3 separate regions of the Gossypium hirsutum genome follow, and all the other regions are linked to region 2. A link is a contact called in public Hi-C data. All regions are on one chromosome and are shown on one strand. The core of a region is the stretch at or near the end of the contact, and the rest is flanking DNA. Distances in the headings are between cores, read along the strand shown.

Region 1 (4,186 bases), core at 770-3,269, 190 kb after region 2:
TTAGTATTTTTGAAATCAGACCGATCAGTCTGATTGAGAATCTATCAATACCAAAGTCTGGAATAAGAATCAAAAACTGAATTGAACCGTGAATCACCTACCGAACGAACCATTAAAAACCGGCCAGCTGAACCGGTTTTTATTTATTTTGGGCTAAAATTTTCTGGGACCAAAAAAACCCTTTTCTGCCCAAATACCTTCTAAACCGGCCCAAAATTTTAAATTTTACAAACCCAACCTAAGTCGTAGCCCAAAAATAATAAAACAAATTTAAAATTTAAAGAAAAAACCCTAAAATTTTCCCACCACCCACCCGTGTCCCCTCTGCTGTACGTCTGATCTACTCTTCTTCTTCTTCAGTTATTTTCAAGCTTTCTCAACAACAAAAAAAGATAAATAAAAATGGGAGAGAAGAGATTGAAGGAAGTGGAAAGTGAAAAGAGCAAAAATAAATAAACATTAGAGATAAGAGAGTGAAAGAAGAAAATAAAAATGAGAGAGTAAAATGAAAAGAGATGATAAATATGGGGAGTGGGGAGGAGAAACCAAAAACTTTTTCCAACAATTTAACCATTTTTACTATTTAGCAAATAATTTTCTTTCCCAACAAAAGTGTAAAATCATTGTTTAATTCCCATCTGAAGAAGCCATTGTTGCAAAATAGAGCATTAAAGTGTCCCGTGGACTACAAAACTTATTCAACTTTATATGTTGACGAGTGGTAGAGAAGGGTGTAAGTGAAGTTTGAGGGGCTTCACATATTCGGGAGATTCAAAAACACCCATGCATGCACTGCTACGTACGCCTAACGTACCATTTAGATTTTGACTTAAATTGTAATTCTGCTCTTTGTGAAACTAGATTAAAAAAGAATGAAAACAAAATCCCTGTTAAAAACAATACCAATCAATAAATCAATCAATTTAAATAGACTGGTTTCCACCAAACTTTATCTAAACATCCCTATGCAACCCTTTTTCTTTTTTTGGGCTTCATCTACCACGAAAGAACGATATTCATATATATGTTAGCAACGCTAATGAAATGAAAACTTTGATAAAGTCCATCACTGGCGGGCGCCATTTTTTTATCACATCCTGACGAGAAATATACAGAGCTCAGGACCAGTATTTCCATCGGGGCTCAACATGTAAAGGGTCTCGCAATCCTTGGAGCCAACGACTCGATCGAAAAAGGCTCTAATATAGGCCAACTCTCCATCAACACCCTCAGTTTCAGAATTCCCCGGCAAAACCCCAGCCCCCATTGAAACCGCCTTGAGAAGCTCCATAACGTGCAAATCCTCCGCCGTCGCCTCTCGTTTAACCCCGTGGCCTGTCTTTTTCCCGTTGCAAAACATCGTCCACAAAGGCTCATCGAATAGCTTAACTTGCTCTTTCCCACATCGTTTTTCGCATTCTAAAGCGATTCTCACCATGCCCGCGCTGAGTTCCTTTTGTAACGCGTTGGTTTGCAAGGAAAACTCAATGACTAAAGAAGGGAGACACTTGGGGCTCTCTTGAATCGAAAGGCTAACTTTGCCTTTACGATACCCGAACAAAGTTCCGGTGACTCGAATCCCCGAGATGCTGATGTGAGAGTCGGTTTGTAAACCAGGGCTGGTGGGGAACTTGCATGCGGGAGTGATGATGGGGAAAGCCCGGAAAACTGAACGGAAAGCTCGAAGGACTTTGCGTTTTTGTTTCTTGGACTGTAATTCGGATGGTTGGATAAGGGAGAAGGGTTGTGGAGATGAAGAAGCTTTGGGGGTAGAAGGGTTGGGTGGTGGGGCAGTGGATCCGTCCCTGGAGTTGCCGTTGCCGGTGTTAGGCTTAGAGTCCGCCATTAATGGACGTTGATGAAGAACCAGGGACAAGGCAAGGCCATGGGAGAGAGTGGGAGATAGATGATGAAAGATGCAGATAGGTGGGCATGTTTCAGGTTAGGTAGGTATTGGTTTGAGGCATAGGATTTTCCATATAATTATGGTCAATTTTTAGTTCCTAAGCCTCTGCCTCTTTATTAGGAACATTCAAAATGTACATCATTTTTCTTTTTGTTGGGTAGTTGCCATTATCATTATTCAAATTATACATATATTCAAGGTTAAATGATGTTATTAGTCCATGTATTTTGTTAAAGTTGTGAATTTAATCTTTACATTTTAATTTAGTCATTTTTAGTCTTTATAATTTTTAAAATTTTAAATTTTAGTCCTAAAAAATAATAACTGTTAAGTTCATTAAGTTAAGTTCTACTATTTCCAAAATCTAATGGACCAAACATATGATCATACATGTAATGTCATGTCAGCTTATTATTTTCACTTATTACTCAATAAAAAAATTAATTAATGGATTAACAATTTTTCATTTACGTCAAGATTGGAATTTCATGATTTAGAAATTACAAGGACATAAAATGATCCAATTAGAAAATATGAACCAAATCAATAATTGTATGCATAGTACAAGACTAATAATTGAATTTAACCTAATTGCTACTATTTGGGTCATAATTAAAATTTTAAAATTCAAAAAGCATATAAACTAAATTTGACCAAATTAAAATATAGTGATTCAATCAACAAGTTTTACAAAGTAAAAAAACTAAGAGTATAATTTAACCTATATTTAAATTGTAGTTTTTTTCTTGTCTTTTTCTGAATTGAGATTAATCCATTGTACTTACAAAACTAATTTGATTAATGATATTAACTCAATAAAAAATGTATGTATAAATCCGAATTTTATATTTGATTTTTAATTCCATTATTTGTATTCTACCTTTGAATTCATATAAAAAGTTTTAATATTAATTAACAATAATGGAGCTGAAAAAAATTTAATTTTCATATATAAAATTTTCATTTTGAGAAATAATGTTATAAAAAAGGGAGCAAATAGCTTTTTCTAATTTGAGAAATTACGTTAATAAGAGTGATTAGTTAGATGTTAAAAAGTAGTAGTTTATTTAAAATTCTGAATTTTAAGCAGTCACAGATAATTTTTCTTTTAAAAGAATATTTTTTAAATACATTTAAATAATATTAAAATTTTTATTACACTCGTATGCTCATAAAAATTACATATATTCAACGCTTCCTCAACTCAGCCCCTACAAATTCCTATCTCCTCCGCATTTGACGTCCCTTAAATGTATTTTGTTGGTTTAAATATCCTTTATTTCTCTTTCGATTTTAAATTTAAGTAAATTGATTCCTCTAAAAAACTAATTTAACTTTTATACATTTGAAAACAAGTAAATAAAGATAATTAAGGATGTTGGGTCGAGGTCGATATAGAGATGAATCCTGGGTCGAGGTCGCAACGACGAGGAAGGGGAAGAGAGTTTAGTAGAGTGATGAGATGTGAAGAGAAAATCGATTGGAAAATGTCTTAATAGAAAAAAAAAAGTTAGACATTTCCTGAAAACAAGCACCAGTTTCCCATGTTTTGGAAATAGTTTTACCATAGAAAATCATTTTCAGCCAAACAAACGTTAGAAAAAATTGAAAACATTTTTCGTAAAAACTTTTATAGGTAAACAAATATACCTTTATTTGAGCTATTTCAGTAAATATACGGTGGTAACTTTTAAAATAAGCACAAATGATTGTGAGATGATACCCACCTTAAAGAATTTACAGAGTTAATAGGCACAGAACTATTTGGTAGTAATTTGTTCACCCATTTGGGTGACTGTATACTGAAAAGGGGTGTTGGTTACCATAATGCCAACACAAAAAAAAAATTGAAAATGGGTGTCGACCATCTACTACACAACACCTAAAATATTTTTTTATACTCGGTATTACATGTATTGTACAAAATACGAGTGAAAAAAATACACATGGGTGCTAGCCATTGCACAAAAAAAAAATTTTAATCTTTGTTCCAATCATCAGGTAATTATTGGGAAATTTCTGACAGGGTGTCGGCCATGGGATGCTGGCACCCGTGCATTGTTCCTTTCAAGTCATTCTCGTAAATATTTTTGAACTTGAGTTATTCTTGTAAATATTTAATTGTTTTGGGTTAGTTTGGTAAAATAGCCGCCAATTGTCAACGTGTCATAATATTCTATTGATGTTGAGGTTAAAATATTTATTGTGTTGATAGAACTTGATCTTGAATAACTACAATGAATATTATTAAATTTTTTCATAATAATTTCATTTATTAAA
Region 2 (3,901 bases), core at 461-2,960:
GTAAAAGATTGTGAAAGTTTGAAATTTTGAGTTCTTAAAATTTAGGCACTTGTTTCTATATTATTAATGAAAAGCATTAACTTTGTATTTAAATCCTCTAACAACCTTGTGGACATTTGTAGCCGTTAGAAACAAAATAGAGTCGTTATAGCCATAAAAACTAGCATTAAATGCAGTCTGCATCTTCATTGTATCGATAGAAGTCCTTCTAAAATATGATCATTGGGCTCGTTGTATCAGTAGAGGTCCTCTTGTACCGATAGAACTTTGAGGTTTCAACTAACTTTGGCTACTGCCTTGACTTGTCTAAGTAGAAGTCCTTAAGGTATCGTTAGAACTCTGGTTGTATCGATAGGTCGGACCAAGGGGTCGATAGAGACTCTAGGCCAAAACTACCTTGCATACTTGAATGCGTTCTATCAATAAAAGTTTGGGTTGTATCGGTAGAACCTAGAGTTGTACGGTAGAATTCTGTAGCCTTTTCAAAGTCTTTCCATCTTGAGTTCTACGATACTTGTCCTCCTAAGTATCAATAGAAGTCCTTCAAACTTAATTTAAGGCTTTTTAAATGTTTATCTTGTCCAACACTTTGAAAATAAGTTTAAGGACTTATAAACAATTTTTGCCAATCTAAGTAGGGGATTTTTAATATACCTTTTTGTTATATCAAAATACATGAAAAATTAGAACTAACATAATATAAACATGAAAATTTGATTTTGTTTCAATTATATGTATGAAATTTTAATTTTGATTTTTTTTATACTTTAAGAAAATAGATTCAATTATTTTTTATTAATAAATATATTTATTTATGTATACAATAATTAAACTTAAAATAGTGCCATGTGAGTAGTATGTAAAAATTGATTAAAATAAAAAATGTCATACATGCATATGTAGAAAATTAAAAATTTTGTATCACAATATATATTAATAGTGGAGAGCAAAATTCGATGTGAGTTGGGAAAATCGAAAAAAAATTAGTCTTGTAATTATCAAATCTAGTTATTTGGTTTTTTTAATCAACTCAAATAAGTAATTCAGTTTTTAGAGTTCGAATCGAGTTAAATTTTATAACTTACATAATTTGAATAACCCAAATAACAAATTGGTGTATATACCACTTGAATCCCTGTCAATTTAGAAAAATGAACAAATTAATTTCTCTCAAACAAAATTACAAAATATTTAAAATATTCTTTAAAATATTTTTATAAAAATGATAGATTTAAAAAAATTCTAAAAATTATATAAAAATTTAAATTATAAAAAAATGTTTTTTTCCCAAAATGACAAATTTAAGGCATTAAAGAATTAAATTTTCAAATCAAGATTATCATGAGGGGTATTTTGTTTTTTTTTTTCTTTTAAAATAGTTTTCAAATATATATGATTTTAAATTTATATACTCTAATTTATAATTATTTATATTGTTAATAATATTTTAATTTGATTTTTTATTTTTTAAAATTTAACTTAAAAATATTATTTAACTTAAAGTTTATTTCACTTGGGTGGATTTGAACAAATAAAATTAAAATAATAGAATAGAACTCATATACAGTAAACAAAAACATTGCATTTGGATTGAATTTTGGGTTCATTTCCATTTGCTTTGCTGATTGTACCTAACCCTAGTAAGATTCTAACCCAAATACGACCTATCTTAGTTTTATTTAAAGGTATGGGAAACTTTGCTAGCCAGCTCCTTCTAAAATCTTCTCTTTCATCTCTCTCTTTCACCTGAAAATACCTCCTCCGTCTTCTTCTTTTCACAATTTTCTTTTCTCGATGAACAGTCTTTTAGACTACTATAATTTAATTATAATGTAAAAAAAAAAAGAATTCATAATTTTATATATTTTGATTCTCATGGAAGCTTTGATTGTTGGGTATTTTAGGTTTTGTTTATTTTTCTTGTTATGTCTATTGTTGGATGGGAACTGAGAGTAAGAAAGAAACTGTGTTAAAGAAGAACAAAAATGGTGGAGAAGTTAAGACAGGACAGTGGTTGTTGTTTTCATGTTGTAAACTATTACAACTTTGTACAATTTGGTCTTGTTTTAAACAAGGCAGTTTGAGTTTCAATCTTAGTTGAATCTCTTTTAACAACAACATCCATTGAAAATCTTTTAAAGAAAAAAAAAAGATTGTTGATTTCATCATTAAGTTCATCATCAACCATGAAGAGACTTGGCAGCTCAGATTCATTGAGTGCTTTGATGTCAATCTGCCCAACTTCAGGTCTAATAAAACAAACCCAACTTTTATTACCAAAAAATAAAAGATCTTTTATGTTCATCAGCGTCTTAATTGTTGATATGTTTTGATTTGGTACAGATGAACGTAGTCCAAGAAACAACAATGTTTACAGTCGAGAGTTTCAGTCGATGTTAGAAGGATTCGATGAAGAAGGTTGTTTTGAAGAATTAACAGTCGGCCATGGCGGGGGTGCCAAGAAGAGACGATTAAGTGTGGATCAAGTGAAGGCATTGGAGAAGAATTTTGAAGTTGAAAACAAACTCGAACCCGACAGAAAATCGAAACTAGCTCAAGAACTTGGGTTGCAGCCACGACAAGTTGCTGTCTGGTTTCAAAACCGACGTGCTAGATGGAAAACAAAGCAATTGGAAAGAGATTATGGAGTTCTTAAGACCAGTTATGAATCTCTTAAGCTCAATTATAGTAACCTCCGCCATGAAAATGAAGATCTTCTCAAACAGGTAATTATTAATAACAATTATTCATTTATCTTAGTAAGACTGGGAATCTCTTTGAGTTTAATTTGTAAAGCAAAGTTGAAGGTATGAAAATGATGCAGATTAGTGAGCTGAAGGCAAAACTCATCGAGCCGCCGCCGGGTTCATCTTTGGGTACCTCATTGGAGCCGGCGGAAGTGAACTGCGAGAGCTTCAACGACGGCGGCGGCAATGGATCAGTTGGTGGTGGTGGCGACACCGTTTTCCCGGACTTGAAAGACGGATCATCAGATAGTGATTCGAGCGCTATCTTGAATGAAGAAAACAACAGCGGCGGAGACATGGAGGGGGGCAGCCCAAACAACGGGGCAGCTTCTTCACCGTCCTCCATGAATAACTGCTTCCAGTTGTTCAAAACAACGTATCAAACCCCGCAATTTGTGAAGATGGAAGAGCATGATTTCATCAGTAGTACTGCAGATGAAGTCTGCAATTTCTTTTCAGATGAACAAGCTCCAAGTCTTCAATGGTGGATCTAATCTAAATCAAACATATATGTATGTATGCAATTATGGGATTAAAGAAACGGAATGCAAGAGAATAAGGCAAACTCTCCAAGAATTTTGTCCGAAGAAGAAGAAGAAGAAGAGAGAAATTAATGGGTTGAAGTGGAGGCGGTAGAAGTTGAATTCAATACCCAATAGGTGGCGAGTGGCCAGTGCGGCGGTGCACGCGGTGGGCGAATGATTAGGTCGTAATTGGAAGCTTCTTTTTTTTTTACTGTTCTTCTACTGTAAATGGAAAAATCTCCAAAATCCATCAGAGGAAAAGTAAAGCTTTTTTTCCTTCTAATGGTGAAAAAGCTGAAAAAAAAAATAAAGTAGATCATCAACATCATTTCCCTTAGAAAGTTGAAAATTTTAGGGCAGACATTTACCCGTTATCTCCAATTCAGAAACCTTAATATTATAATTATACCACTATTGCTCCCTTTTTCATGACACCAAATTCTTGGATTCCTCATCTCACAACTTAAACAATTGAGATAAATTTAACCTGGATTTGATTTATTTAATTCAGGTTACATAGCTAAGTTATCATTAAATTACAGTTAAAATATATTAATTTTACTATTCTTACATCCTGAAAATTGGGTTAGAAAAAAATAAGTTAGTGAAATTAAGAATGATCACATCTTG
Region 3 (4,124 bases), core at 18-2,517, 160 kb after region 2:
TTAAATTTAAAATCAATTCAACTTCCAACAAAAAATATTCTTATCCAACTCACCCTGACTAGTCTCCAGCATAGCAAATTAGGTGTGCCACTCAACTTGTATACAAGTCGATCTAAAAAAATTCAAATTTGAGTATTTTAACATTTGATTAATTGGGTCTAAGTTATTGAGTAACCCAAATTAGTTTTCGAGTGTAATTGAGTGTTTTTAATACCTAATTTCTATTGAGTTTTTTTAATTAAAAACTTGACAAAGGTTTGAATGAAAAAATAAAGATAATTTTTTATTAAAGGTTAATAATTTTTAAAATTATATATTTTGAGCATAAAAAAAAATTCATTTTAAGCATAGTCGTTAAAAACCATTTTCGTTAAGTACTGCTGTTAAAATTATTTTTATTTTGATCACTCACTACCAATTTAATGTTATTGTATATTCATTTTGGTTACTCACTTTAGTATATTTTATTTTTGTCACTTATTTTATATTTTTAATGAGTCTTTAATTTTTTGGACTTAATTTTAGTTTTTTTTAGTAAAAGGGAATGACTTGGGTGTGCATGAAAAAATTTAGATATTTACATAGAACAGTCATTTATCCTTTTAATTTTCTTTATTTTTCTCTTTTTAAAATATATTTTAATTTTTCTCGATAAGAAGAAAATTTTGGAGTTTTATAAGAAAATAACTGGGTTTTATAACTTGAGTTTTTTCTTTTTTAGTGACAAGTGGAAAACTTAAATTTTTTCAGTGAATTACTTAGGTTTTTACATAAAAAAATTGAGTTTTTATAATGAATTGAGTTATAAGAAAAAATTCAAATATTATTTTCGCTATTGAATAACTCAATTCTATTTATAAATCTAGATTTTTTTAATAAAATTAATTTTAAAAGAAAATGAGTAGTTAAAATAAAAATTTATTAAAAGTTGAGTAGGTAAAACTTATTTTAAAATCAAACTTGAACTTTTGTGACTGGATTGAAGAGTTGGTTTAGAGTAAATGAAGAAATTGTAGCATGCTGAAGCAAATTGAGCAAGGACGTCCCACCAGGAAATTTGCAAACGCTTGATATGATGGAAGCAGGATCTGACACTTGAAGTTTAATCTCGCTGAACATGAATTGTACCCCTGATTTGATTTGCCTAAATCACTCAACTTTACCCACAAATTTTATATTTTTATTCTTTTCCTTTTAAAAATAATTTGGCATGATATTCGAGTTGAAGCTAATGTGGCTGTCGATATCAAATAGATGTGCAAACATCCAAAAAACACAAGCTGAAACCCAAGGGAAAAACAGATGTGACCCAGACTTTCGTGGACTGGGTCATTTATCCATATTCGAAACTAAGCTTAAAAAATAAAAAATTTTAAATATAATATAATATTTAAAAAATGAATTTGACTAAAATTAAGGTTTATTCTCTATATGAATAGAGCTTTTGGCTAAGATTTTTTTAGTTCAAATTCAACAGAATTCGAATATATTATATTATAAAAAATATTATATTAATTATATATATTAAATTATATTTATATTTATATTAGCTCACTAACCTAATAATAATTAAATTTATTATTCAAAACTTTAAAAAAAATCCACCTAAAATATAAAACTTTAAAATATATATTTAATACAATAAAATATATATTGTATTTATTTATGTTTTTTTTAATATAATAAAATATTTATTATATTTATGGTAGTATTTTTTTAATATAAATACTTTTTGATGTGTTAGAAAACTTTTATTTTAACATTTTTTAGTGCTGTATTATATTTTTTAAAATTTATTTTCAAATAAAAATTAATATAAAAAATCAAATATGAGCAGGTCGGGTGAGGCTCAAATTTACCTTTTTTAAATTAGACCGAACTTGGGCAAAAAAGTAAGTCTATTTTTTGGGTCGAACCTGAGCTTGAATATTTGGTTTAAAAACCTTGTATAGGCTTGACTTAATTTTGGCTCAGTCTAACCCATAAACACCTCTACCTAGACTCTTTATAAGCATGTTTTCTTTTATGGATGACAAAAAACTTCCTTGCTTGAATCTATTTTGTTTAAATGTAATGTCAACCTCGATTTAATTCAATTGATTTCTATTAGGAGTACAATAGTGTTTTTTTAACATTATAGAAAAATAGTTAAATTTCAATTTTAATATTTTTTATTAGGTTTAAATTTTAATTTTAATTTTTATACTTTAATTTTTAATATAAATTGATTTCTATTTTTTATAATAATATTGATTAGTTTAAATAGTTAATATCATTAAATTTTTTATTAAAATGTTACATAATTTAGGGTACACGTGATCTCTTATTTTTTGGAGTTTGTTTTGTTTCGTTTTTTTAGGCATTATTAGACAATAGTCAAACTTTACTAGACTAAAACATGAAATTTCATCTATATACTTGATATTTTTGACATAATTTGGTCCTGTTATTTTATAATATCATTAGTTAGTCTAAATAATTATATTGTTAATTACTTCAATCAAAATATTAACATCATTTCTATAAGAACACTATTCGAACAAAATGTTAAGAGTTATATTATTAACATTTTTGTAAGTTACTATAGAACAAAAGGGTACTAGAAAGCATTAGAGTTTGTGTTTTGAGAAGCTGTCTAAAATGTTTAATAATAGAGAAAGTTTAATAAAATAAGCTAGAGGATTAATGAAGGGAAAAGGAGAAGAATTAAGGAGAAAGCACACTCTTCATTTGCCCTTTTCCTGTGTGATCCGCATGTTATACAAATGGTGTTGTCCACTTCACCTCTATTTTCGAAGGTTTTTATTTTAATTTGTTCAATCTTTAAGTTTTTCTTTAAAATGAATTTATAGACTCTTTAATGAAGACGAACTTGTACTAATCTTGTTGATTATTTTGTAAAATTCCACTTGTATGAATCCTATTTTATGGAAAAAAAAACATAAGTGATATAACATGGATTTAAAATGACTCCAAGCTATTTTAATTGTCATTGTCTTATTGACTTGGCGTACCTTGCCGAACAAGTACTAGGGAGGAATTCAAACTTGTTAATTGCTCGTTTCTGCATTTATTACATGAAAGTTGAAATTAAGTACTTTTAAGAAAAATGAAAAAAAAAAGTCATTCTCACAACAGGTGGCATGCATTTAAACCGGAATGGAACTTAAAATAGTGGAGGCTCCTTCACCAACCAGCAGATATCTGGCAGAGAAAGCATTAAACGTTAAACCAGGCTCAGCTCAGTGGGTGGTGCCTTGCCTCGTGGGGGTGTGGGGGCAACAAAAGCCACAGCTCGGATTTAATTGCATATCGATAGGACTCTTTATCTACCCCTATTTATGAATAAGCTGATGAGACAATACATTGAAAGAGAAAGCCTCATTTAATGGATTTAACTGTAAATCAACACTATTGCTTTCACATTGCATCTCATCTGGATTTTGTCAGGATGGATGGGCCCTTTACTCCACAATTATGATGTTACATATCTATTTCTATTCAACAAAATTGGGTTTTTCCTAATGTTGACAAACATTTGTATGTTAGCCGTTTCTTTGTAGCTTCATTGTAGATAACGAATTCAACCTACGTATCTTTCCATTTTCTTCACCATTTATTCAAATTTACATCAATAACTGTTACATAATCTCATTTATTATAATGGGAGTGACTGAATTTTGGTGTCACTCTTAATTCAGTAGGTATTTAGATTGTGTTTTTAATTTTATTGTTTGATAATGGATAAGTTAATTTAGTTAATTGAATTTTAGCTTGATTGACATCGGTATTTTTAATGGAGGATGTGAGTTTAAGCGTGTCGAAGCACATTTATCCTCCTATTTATGATTTAGGTAAGGGTTATGAATAATTCTAAGAATTGTATAGAAAAAATAGATAAGTTAGTTTAAAACATTTTTAGCACTTCTATACAAATGTGAGCAAATATGTAGTTAGTGAGCCATTTATAGATCTAAGGGTATTTAGACTTTTTAATTTTTAGAGCAAACTACATTATTGTCTCTAAACTTTAATCGAGATTACGTTTCAACCACATAACTTTTTTTTTTGTAACGCCTCAAAAATTTAGGAATTTAATTGTGAGAATCTATAGTAATTAAATT

Evidence for each region. A called contact is a pair of places that touch in the nucleus more often than the background predicts.
Region 1: a contact with region 2 is called in a Hi-C map of leaf, with 2.1 times the contacts expected there. The contact joins the promoter of LOC107915906 here to the promoter of LOC121208249 in region 2. A contact is called at or near these places in 3 of 34 Hi-C or Micro-C datasets (all in leaf).
Region 3: a contact with region 2 is called in a Hi-C map of leaf, with 2.5 times the contacts expected there. The contact joins the enhancer-like site here to the promoter of LOC121208249 in region 2. A contact is called at or near these places in 2 of 34 Hi-C or Micro-C datasets (both in leaf).

The regions. Positions count from the first base shown.
Region 1 is chrA10:16,293,066-16,297,251 of Gossypium_hirsutum_v2.1, reverse strand. It overlaps LOC107915906 (protein MIZU-KUSSEI 1), which reads right to left and starts at 2,019. Exons shown (of 1, transcript XM_016845094.2): 1 at 891-2,019. The coding sequence starts at 1,846. The coding sequence ends at 1,091.
Region 2 is chrA10:16,484,964-16,488,864 of Gossypium_hirsutum_v2.1, reverse strand. LOC121208249 (homeobox-leucine zipper protein ATHB-6) reads left to right here and starts at 1,710. Exons shown (of 3, transcript XM_041078795.1): 1 at 1,710-2,247; 2 at 2,344-2,726; 3 at 2,825-3,677. The coding sequence starts at 2,187. The coding sequence ends at 3,241.
Region 3 is chrA10:16,326,869-16,330,992 of Gossypium_hirsutum_v2.1, reverse strand. No RefSeq gene overlaps it. Among protein-coding and RNA genes, the nearest start is that of LOC121207941, 9.1 kb to the right of the region's middle. Within about 2 kb of position 1,267, at least 1 of the 9 cell types and tissues checked has an H3K27ac peak or open chromatin away from gene starts, as enhancers often do. A contact at or near this core is called in leaf, where this site is marked.